2 separate regions of the Mus musculus genome follow, and region 1 is linked to region 2. Evidence: chromatin contacts called from public promoter capture Hi-C data. All regions are on one chromosome and are shown on one strand. Each heading gives the region's core, a stretch centred on a gene start, on an enhancer-like site or on the middle of the called end of the contact. The rest is flanking DNA. Distances are from core to core; before and after follow the strand shown.

Region 1 (5,048 bases), core at 2,340-4,839, 2.9 Mb after region 2:
CTCACACCCTCTAGCTCAGCCCCACTCTTTATCAATGAAACCCCTTCTTCCCAAATGCAGTGGCCCCAGGACCTTGCACAGACATGTGTCCAACAGCTGCGCACAGAGTAGCTCCAGATCCAGGCCCAGACGCAGGCGCGACGTCACTAGCCCCGCCAGATCAGCACCAGACAGAGCGTCCCACACGCCATCAGAAGCCAGGAGAACGAACTCGTCCTCATCCTGGCGTGCCAGCGCAGCCACCTCGGGCTCAGCGGACACGAGCTGCAGCTCAGGAGGCCTCCCCGGTGCCTGCTTGTAGGCGAAGTCACCTAGGGCTCGCGACACGGCCAGGGACCCCTCCACGCGCCGTCGACGGACTGTGCCACCGGCGTCGTGGATGCGCTCGCGTTCCCGAGGCCGGTGGGGACGATGGTCCTCGGTGCAGAAGGCCACAGAGCCCGAGCGACTCAGAAGCGCGCGCGAGTCCCCGCAGTGTGCCAGGTAGAGGAATCGCGGGGACACGAGCAGAGCCACAGCCGTTGAGCCACCGGGGTCGCCGCGGGGCCAGAGAGCGCTCAGCTGCGCGTCTGCTTGGAGGAAGGCGCTACGAAGAGCCTGGCGCACGCCGTCGGGCTCCTGGGGCGCAGGACCTAGTTCCCCCAGCACGTAACCTGGGAGGTGGCGAGCTCCGAAGCGCGCGGCCCGAGCTCCTCCATGGCCATCCAAGACGGCGAAAAAAGCCCATCCTGATGGCAGCCCGGGCAAAGCCAGCCGAGCGCAGTGCGCGTCCTCCATGCGTGCGCGCCAGCCCTGAACGGCGCTCGCCCCGAAGCGCAGGCCGGATGTGGCCGCTGCACCCCTGTGCAGCCTCTGCCAACACCGGGGCGCAGCCAGGAGACTCCCAGACGCACCAGGCACGCTGCACTCCTCCTCCACCTCTTGCTCCACCACCTGCTGAGCTCGAGCGGCCCATCCGAGTCGCTCCAGCAGGCGGACAAAGGCCGCCATCCTCCGGCCAGGAGATCAGGAAGGTTCCCTCATTGTCCCCGCCTTCCCTAATCTCTTTTCTGTGAGACTTTAAACCAAGTAAATCTCTTTCCTATCCCTTGACCTGGCCTGAAGTCGGGTCACTAAGAGATATATATATCTCTTAGTGTAGAAGAAATATATTGTAATGTATATGTAAAATATATGTAAAGAAAAAAATATACATATATAATATTTCTTTTCTTTCCCCACACTTTCTGGGTCAGGGGCTGATTGAGCTTGGCGAATAAAAGCAAGTTATTTGCAATCTATTTTACAGGTATAACACATTATTTAAAAGTTTATTACACTCATTTAATGCGTGTGGAGATCGGAGGGCAATTTGTGAGAGTCAGTTTTCCTATTCTACCTTGTGTGTCCTGGGGCTCGAACTCAGATCAGGTTTGGTAGCAATTGCCTTTACCCACTGAGCTCTATCTTAGGTCACGCACACACTATTTTACATGGATAATAATAGTAATACTGTTGTTGTTGTTTTTGTTGTTATCGGTTTTTGAGACATTGTCTCACTATGTAGCCTTGGTTGGCTAGGAAATCTCTATGTAAACCAGGCTCTCAAACTCAGAGATCTGCCTATCCACCCTAACTGGCTTTTTTTCTTATAGGTTATTTTTAAATTTATTTATTTTATGTGTATGGGTGTTCCGCCTTCATGCATATGTACCATATGTGTGCTTGGAGGTCAGAAAACGGTGTCAGATCTCCTGGGACTCAGCTCAGTGGCAGAGACTTCAACTCTAGAACCCACGTCTTGGACTAAAGGACCTCCTCTGACCGTAGACTGCCTAAACCAAAGCTCTACACCTATGTGGGCTGAGCGCCACCTCCCAAGCCCTTTTGTTTGGTTGTGGTTTGTTTGAGACAGATCCTCATGTAGCCCAGGCTGGACTCAAACACTATTGTATCCAAGGCTGGCCTAGAACTCCTTGATTTTCCTGCTTCTGCCTTTTGGGTGTTTTCTGATCAAAGATGGCCTCCAAGCCAGACATGGTATTACAGGCCTGTAATCCCAGCACTTGGGGTGGGAGAAAGAGGATCAGGAGTTGAAAGCCATTTTAGGCTGCATAAAGCCCTGTCTTAAATACAAAACAAAGCAACAACAACAAAAACCAACTTAACTATAATAACAATAGCTTAAAAATCAAAGCTGTCCTATCTCCTGCTCACGGTCATTTTACCAACCTCACACGCTGCCTTTCCAGACCACATCTGTAGCTCAGATCCCATCTATTACATCATTCTATGCTGTTGCCTCAACCCCACCCATGTCTAAGCTCCTCTCTGAGCCTTAAAAGTTTTGAGTGCTTTGGGTTGGGCAAGGAGGCTCAATGGAGTAAAAGCCCTTTGCCTGGTGACCTGAATTCCATCCCCCAAACCCACATGGTAGAAAGAGGGAATTCTGGGACCTGGTGCTGGCCACAACTGCCCATAAGAGGTGTTGATGATATGGCAGAGGCAGGATAGAATAGGAGTTTTGTCTCACTTGTTTATCGGTATCCCGCTGGGGCCTACGTACCTGTCTTACCACACATGCTCTATAGACGACTATTGAAAGGATGAATGAACGGAAACTTCCCAAAGCTCCTACTCTGAAGAGTAAGCTTGCTGGGTATGAACGTGTGACTGGAGCAGAGTGACCTGCTTATATGCTCCACAGGATACACACACACACACACACACACACACACACACACACACACACACACAAATAATTGTAAAACTAAATGTTAGGGCTGGAGAGATGGCCCTGAGTTCAATTCCCAGAAATCACATGGTGGCTCACAACCATATACAATGAGAGGATCTGGCGCCCTCTTCTGGCATACAGGCATATATACAGGCAGAACACTGTACATAATAAACAAACAAACAAATCTTTAAAGAAAATAAGTTGGGGAGGGGTGGATAGACAGCTCAGTGGTTAAGAGCACTGTCTGCTCTTCCAGAGGTCTAGAGTTCAATTCCCAGCAACCACATGGTGGCTCACAACCATCTGTACTGGGATCTGATGCCCTCTTCTGGTGTGTCTGAAGACAGCTACAGTGTACTCACATACATAAAATAAATAAACAAACCTTTTTTTAAAAAAGAAAAAAACGAGTTTTGTTTATTTGTTTTGAGACAGGGTTTCTGGCTGTCCTGGAACTCGCTCTGTAAACCAGGCTGGCCTTGAACTCACAGAGATCTGTCTGCCTCTGCCTCCCAAGCGCCGGTAAAGGTGTACACCACCATAGCCTGGCAGAAAATAAGTTTTAAGTTTTAGTTCTTTTCCCCACCCCCTTTTTCCACGCCATCTCCAAGTCTAGCCTCAGACTCTACCCCAGAACATCATATCCCACCCTCTCTCAGTGCCATCTCTAAAACTGCCCCAACACCCTTACATCGGAGTATGCATATTCTGGGCACTCTCTCCCGCGCTGCACACCGCTCAAGCCCCGCCCCATTCCTAAAGGCCCCGCTCTCCGAAACCCAGACGCCTCCCATTAAAACGGAGGTCCCTCCCTCCAGGTCCTCAAGCCCCGCCTTCAATTCTAGGCCCCGCCCCAGGCCCCCGCGCTGCAGTGCTTGCTCCTCTGCGGCCCCGCCCTCCCCCGCGGAGTGGAGCAGAGGGCGGCGGCGGTGGCGGCGGTGGCGGCGGCGGCTGCTAAAGCAGCCCGGGAGGATGGCGGCGGCGTCGTCGACGCGGCGGAGATGAGCGCCCGTGGCCCCAGGCCCAGGGCGGCGCGGCCGGAGTGGGCGGGGGTCCCGATGCAGGCCCGAGGGGGGCCATGGGGCAGGTCCTGCCGGTCTTCGCCCACTGCAGTGAGTATGGAGAGGCTCCGGCCTGGTGTGGGGCACAGAAAACCGCGTGGGGTCCTCCTAGGGTCTCCATCTTCCGCGAGCGGGCTCGAGGGAGAGCCGGGAAGCCGGGAAGGAGACAAAGGAATCCTTCCCCTCCCCCCCGCGCTTTGGAGGCAACTGGGGCATCCTGACCCGGAGGACCCGGTGCAATGGGGTGGAGGGGGGGTCATCGAGATCGCGTGTTGGGGGTGCGCGCTGGGCGCTGGATTGGGTCGCCCCGCCCAGTGTGAGAAGGAGCAAGCTCGTGGGGAGCTGTCCCCGGCCCTGGTGCTGGCCTCAGCTGACGGGTTGAGTCAGGATGAAATAGAAGGATCCGACTCCCCTCGGCACACATTTTGCATCTCACCCTCATGATCTGCCCAGAAGGCACTCCCAATATCACCCTGGGTGTCCGACCCCTGTCCTAAGAAAACAGTCATCCCTGGCTTCGTTCCAAGTCTGAGTCTTTAGCGGGCTTTTCCACTCAGTAGTAACCCTGCAGAAGATCACACTCCTCTTCAGGCCTCTGGTTGCCCAGGTGAGGAAATGAGACGGAGGTGCGGGGTAGGGTTTCCATTTTCGAAGGCTGTCGAGGCTCTCTTGTGTGAAGAGCCCCTAAGCTAGCTCCAGGGGCTGGCTTCCTGGTTCCAAGCCCCTTGTGTCATCCTGCTCCACTCTGAGACATCGGCTCTGGCAGTCGGTGTTTACCCGTGCGTCCCACACAGGGTAGTTCTGACAGCTGGGGATGCCGACGCTAGCAGATCTAGCCACTTGCACGTCTTGGGTATCCAGATGCCCAAGTTCTGAGAATGTGCCACTCGGACATTTTTAGTTTCATTCCCCTCCTCCTAGCGCCCAAAGATCTCGTCTTCAGCTGAAATCACCAGGGGGAGACCCTGCAGGCCTGTCCCCAGCCAGCCCCACCTCTCTTGTCCTTATCTATAATCTGCCCCCTTCCTCCATTCACACCTTCACACCCCTCTGTTCCTGTCCCAATCACAGTGCCTACCTCAAAAACTTTGTACTGACCTTCCCCTCTGTCTGGAAGGCAGAACCCGAGGCATCTGAGGTCTGATGCCATCAGAAAAGCTTTGGGGACTATTCTGTGTCAAGAGGAACTCCATCCCCCTTACCTTGTTTGACTTGATGTTTTTTTGTTTTTGGTTTTTTGTTTTTGTTTTTGTTTTTGGTTTTTTCGA
Region 2 (5,658 bases), core at 1,624-4,123:
ACTTAACAGCACAGTTGAAACAAAGCCTGAGATAAGCAAGTGAGACTGCTACATGCTATTGGCCACGGAATGGGTATTGGCAAAAATCCTTAGAGCAACAACAGCATCTGCAAAAGGTGAAGATGCCCTATCCTAGTTTACCCTGCAGAAAAGAACACAACTGCCCAAGTCGACTATACACAATCTCACCGCACAAACAGAATGCTGAGCACAGTGCAGTCTCTAACAGGGAAGTTTACACACCTGAATGCCACCAACAGCAGATACGTAAACAGTAATGTAGTCACACAAAGAAGCACTGCAGTACTGTCCAAGAGGAAGGACGATGATGGTGTAGGCTGTATACACGGTGTGCAACTCCCAGGCCAGCAGCTACAGGTGCTTACTCAACACTAGAGTTGTCGTTTTATTCTGTATTTATTATCAAATAGCCGTATGTGTCTAGTAACTACCACAAAGGACAGCAAAGCTCCACAAAGACCCACAAACAGATGGTCCCACCAACATAATGCTTCTCTTACAAAGCAGGTGGCAGCACACATGCAACAGGAAACCAGATCTGAAGTAGTGAAGAGACATGGGGAGCAAGTCTAGATAGTGCTTATGCACACAGACACAACAAGAAACACATGGAAACAAGAGCCAACTGCTGATAACCATTATTTACACTGACAAAGAGTGAGAGGCTCAGCCCCAGCACGTCAAACATGTTTGCCTCTTTAATTTGGTAGTATGCATGATGCTAGCAAAGAGTCTTAGTTTATGCTTAATCGCTGGTATAGAAAGTTGCTTTCTTTTTTTGAAAGCGTGACTAAGAACAAACCATGTATTCATTTTACTTTAGGTATATGAATGTTAGACTACACACACTCCTGCTGGATCCCCTGGAACTGGGGTCCTTTGCAAGAGCAACAAGTGCATTTAAATGCTGAGTCCTCTCTCTCCAGTTCTTAAGTTTAACCCAGGTTAAATCAAAAGCAAGTATGCATGAGTGAGGTCTGCCCTTTCAGGTGCCATGTATCCCAGCAACCCCACAGTCAACCTGTTTAGGAGTGAAATAAAGCAAGAATAAAGAAAAGTGTGGCAGATTAGCAAGCCAAACTGAGAACAAGGATGTGGCATATTTCTCTACATGAAATAAAAAATTATGTGCATACTTCCACGTGTATCAGATACAGTGGTAAAGTATGCTGTGCACTCAGCATTCATTCTAAAGCAGGAAAGACTGAAAACACAGGGCCTCTTTGGGCTACAGACTGTGTCTAAACTCAGCTGGGCTGCCTGTTTTCAGTCATGAAGAGAGGAAAGAAGAGAAAGGAAAAGAAGGAAAGAATGGAGGGCTGGGGACAGACAGACACACATAGGGTTCATTCTCTGTGCTCATGTCATTGAAAGTGAAAAACTTCCCCATAAGGCAAGACATCATTCTCCATCTCAGCCAACCATCTTCCCTGGAAACCCTGACCCCAGTATCCAACCAAACACTCTGTATAGACCAGTGCGTTTCCTGTCTCTAAGTCATCAACCTTCCTAATGCTGCAAGCCTTCCTCAGACTGTGCCAGCCAGCCAGAAAATATTCTCTCTCTCTCTCCCTCTCCCTCTCTGTTTTCAAGACAGGGTTTCTCTGAGGAGCCTTGGCAGACCTGGATCTCAGCTCTGTGGACCAGGCTGTTGTTGAACTCAAGGGATCTGCCTGCCTCTGCTTCCCCAGTGCTGAGATTAAAGGTGTGCACATGACTGTCTGGCCATATAACTACTACTTTGCTACTTCTGAACTATAATTTGGCTACTGTTACTAGTCATAATGTAAATATCTGTGTTTTTCAACAGCCAGCCTGTCAAGTCATTCGACACCTGAAAAAGTTGGCGACAGCAGCTCTAAACCAAGCAATCTATTTTTTGTTTGTTTGGTTTTTTTTTTTGTTGTTGTTTTGTTTTTGGGGTTTTTTTTTTTTTTTAAGACAGGGTTTCTCTGTATAGCCCTGGCTTTCCTGGAACTCACTTTGTAGACCAGGCTGGCCTCAAACTCAGAAATCCACCTGCCTCTGCCTCCCAAGTGCTGGGATTCAAGGCGTGCACCCCCACTGCTCAGCTCTGAGCAAGTTTCTTATCTTTGGAATTCTGTTCTCTCAGATCAAGTAACTGATCTATGAAAACTAATGTGCTGTAAAGCTAAGTCATTTAGTTCATCCCACAGTTAATTCCATGATGTAGGTTTAAAACGACAAAGATCTCCTTCAGGGTGGTCATTTTCTGCTGCAGGAAATGCCATTACACTGAACTTTATTTCCTGACTATGTGCTAAGCGCTGGCCTAAGAATAAGGCAATAAACAAAACTTTCCTAATCTCAACGACTAAAACCTAGTATTTTAAAAGCACATTTATTTATTCATTTATTGTGTGTGTACACATACATTCACAGAGGTCAGGGGCCAACTTCTAAGAGCTGATTCTCCCACCATGTGTGTCCTGAACTTGGATGATGTGGTTGGGTGACAAGTCCCTTTACCCATCCAACCAGCCCAGGAACTAAACTCTAAAGGGTACATGGAGTTGTACCTCAGTGGTAAAAGAACTGCCTGTAATACTTAACAGGCCCCAGACACAGACACACACAAAGTAAACACATGCAACTTAAAAACCAAAGTACCAAAAAGATGCTAACAAACCCAAGTGCCAGCTGCCTCCAGTTGGGCCTCTCCTACTGCCCTATTTATCACAGGCTTACGTGTGTTAAAAAGACCCAACTTCCTAGATGTGTGAAAACCACAAGCTCTGTTTTTCCTCTTTGTTTTCTGATGTTTCTAATTTAGGAGCACACCATGTACCTTGAACCCAAAGTGGTTTTACAACAACTGATTGAACCTAGGACAAGTGGGAGGAGAGGGGGACTCTGACAGACACCTTTCACAGGAAACAGGAAGTAGCTGCTTCCCTCACCCCATCTTGCAATCTGAATAGAACCCAACTACTTATTCTGTACAATTTAGGAAACCTTAAAATCTGGGTGAAGGAATTTAACTAGACAAAACTTCAAAATCACAGGGCCACTTGGCCTGGTGTCAGGAAGATATTGGGTGAGCCTGGTCTTCATTCTGAGTTCCAGGTCAGCCAGGACTGACACACTCAAAAAAATTATAAATAAGTAAAATAAAATCCCAAGGCCCTCTCTCTCCAAATAGAGAAGTTGTTACTACCAGGTGGCAAAGCCACAAGGCCAAACACTGCCACACCCTGTCCTTGCCCTGTGTTCTTGGTGAGACACAAAGCCAAGGTCTGGAATCCAGGGGATTGTCAGAAGGAATGTGCTGCATGCTGTGCGCCCTCAAGAGCTCAGGGTTGGAATCCCAGCTGAATAGTCCCATTGTAACAGCTGACTAACAATGTCAGCTGGGGAATATTTTGATATCTTCAATTTCTGCCCTCTGTAAGGAAGACATTGCACAAAGGGCAAAGTGCCGGCAGAGCGCTCAGGAATGGCACACCAAGACTGCCAAGTACTGGCCTGGGGTCCCCACATTCTCCTCATAGTGACAGAAAAGTGGCTCCCAAATGAAGCTTCCATATCCACCCTAGTGGGCATCATCAGAAGGGATTCCAGGGAAACTTCCAGCTGTGAATGGCTAACAAAGCAAGGGCTTTTTCCATATGAATGCAAAATGTGGGCCTCAATCAGAGAAGGCCCTTAAGCCATAAAACCCTTCACACCAGGGCCAAGTGTCACACTTGTAAGAGGGTGTGATTTATAAACTGACAGAGCCGCCCACAAAGCTCCTTTTGTGTTCCTCCATTTGTTAACAATGTCTCTCCCCACCAAACTCAGGCAACCCAGCAGAGAAAGCCTGACTGGGCCTCAAAAAGAAAGGACTCCAGGTTTGTTCACTCCGGGTAATTACAGTCCTGTGAATAGACACTAAAATTAGAGCTTAATAATTCCTCGGCATCAGGCTCACAGATAAAGCTATCCCAACACAAACACAAAAGTAAGGGACAGAAAATGCAGTTTTGTCTTGCTAGAAAACTTAGTCCCAGTGCTGTGGAACCTGCACAGAACCTCTAACCCTCAATGAAACTTTAAATGAATGTTCCAACCAACGGCTTTCCTTAAATATGGGTTTGGTCCCATTATTTCTCAGTTTTGTGAAACCAATACCAGCCACTTCAAATTGCTTTCCCTAGTACAAGATTTTCTTGTCTAACACCGGCTAAAGAAACCATTGCCTTCTGTTTGCTTTCCTAACTGCTTTCTCTAAAATGAGATTAAACACTGCACTAGACCCAAACACATGTCTAAGTCCCCAGGTTCTACGCCCAATGGTTTTTTGTTTTGTTTTGTTTTGTTTTTTTTTGGGGGGGGGGGGGGAGACCCACACAACACCAGCAATTACTATCCACATATTAAAGACCTTTCTGTTGGTTTGGGGACAAAGTCTCAGGTAGCCCAAGCTAACCTGGAACTGGAGCTTTGAACTTCTGATCCTTAGTCTCCACTTCCTAAATGCTGAGATGATAAGGCCTGAGTCACCACGCTGGGCTTACTGCCACGGGAACACAGATCCTCCTCTACAATAACCAGTGCCAGCCCAGCTCTTTACCTTTCTGAGACAGGAGCTCTTACTGAACCTGGTGCTCACTACACTGACCGCTCGTCTCCCTCCCGGGCACTGTCACACAGGCACAAGCCGTCTGGGGTGACTTGCTCAGCGCGCTTGTACAGGAAACACTTTATTACTGAGCATCTCAAGTCACACTGTGGCTCACAACTGTCTAACTCCACACTCAGGTCTAAGACCCACTTCCAGTCTCATACGTCACTGTCACATGACACATGTGACACTAGAAGTCAAAACTGATGGCTTTTATGCCAAATCAGTTACACAAGCTTGTCATCTGGCTACCACGGTGCTGCAGCACAAGAGTACTTGATCATTTGAGAGGCTGTCAGAACAGTGAAGGATCTGGAATATAAACCCATTTTCTCGGGAGGAGAGAGCTGCCTGGAATCAGCAGTAGCTATACCCACTCTCGAACTTCCTCTTCCAGGCTTCCCTCATTTGCAGTTACGAGGCCCCAGGGTTTCCAACCTCAGCTCTCTCGCTTACCTTTTTGACCATGGTTGTCTCTGATGAATCAAGCTTTGCTCTCTTGGCCTCAGGTCCATCTTCCACTCCTTGGCTTACTTTGGCAACTTTGGTTTTCTCTCTAGAAGAGACAATGGGAGGAAGCCAAGTTTGAAAGTCACATCACTGGAATGTAATGAGCAAAAGGCTGAGTTCAAGTACAGCCTTGTCTACAGAGTGAGTTCCAAGGCTACAGAGAAATCCTGCCTTGATAAACAAAACAAATATACAACCAAAATAGAGCAAAAAAGTTTTTGAATCAATGAGGCCTGAGCTCAAATCTCATCACGGTCCCTGGAGAGATCTGATAAATCAGTTAGCCATTTTTAAACTAGCTGTCCCTGATGTGATAATGGGAAAAGAACGTAAGTAAACTGCCTAGCATAAGCAAGCTCCCATAAGCCAAAGAGACTGCTTTGCAAACATTCTTGAAGAATCAAAAACTAAAGAGCCAAACCTAATTCCTCCTTGTGCTGTGGAAATTTCATGTTAAGAGTAGCCCAGCCTGCTCTTGTTTTAACTGTGCAATTCATTGC

What was found. Promoter capture Hi-C pulls out the DNA fragments that hold promoters and counts their contacts.
Region 1: a promoter capture Hi-C map of liver shows a contact between it and region 2, with 4 times the contacts expected there. The contact joins the promoter of Rtn2 here to the enhancer-like site in region 2. A contact is called at or near these places in 3 of 39 promoter capture datasets (cranial neural crest and liver).

Annotation. Positions count from the first base shown.
Region 1 is chr7:19,279,035-19,284,082 of GRCm38.p6, forward strand. Rtn2 (reticulon 2 (Z-band associated protein)) reads left to right here and starts at 3,590. Exons shown (of 10, transcript NM_013648.6): 1 at 3,590-3,831. The coding sequence starts at 3,798. It overlaps Ppm1n (protein phosphatase, Mg2+/Mn2+ dependent, 1N (putative)), which reads right to left and starts at 1,015. Exons shown (of 5, transcript NM_177691.3): 1 at 73-1,015. The coding sequence starts at 990.
Region 2 is chr7:16,361,703-16,367,360 of GRCm38.p6, forward strand. It overlaps Sae1 (SUMO1 activating enzyme subunit 1), which reads right to left. Exons shown (of 9, transcript NM_019748.3): 5 at 5,105-5,204. Among named protein-coding and RNA genes, the nearest start is that of Sae1, 23 kb to the right of the region's middle. Within about 2 kb of position 2,874, at least 149 of the 459 cell types and tissues checked have an H3K27ac peak or open chromatin away from gene starts, as enhancers often do. A contact at or near this core is called in liver, where this site is marked.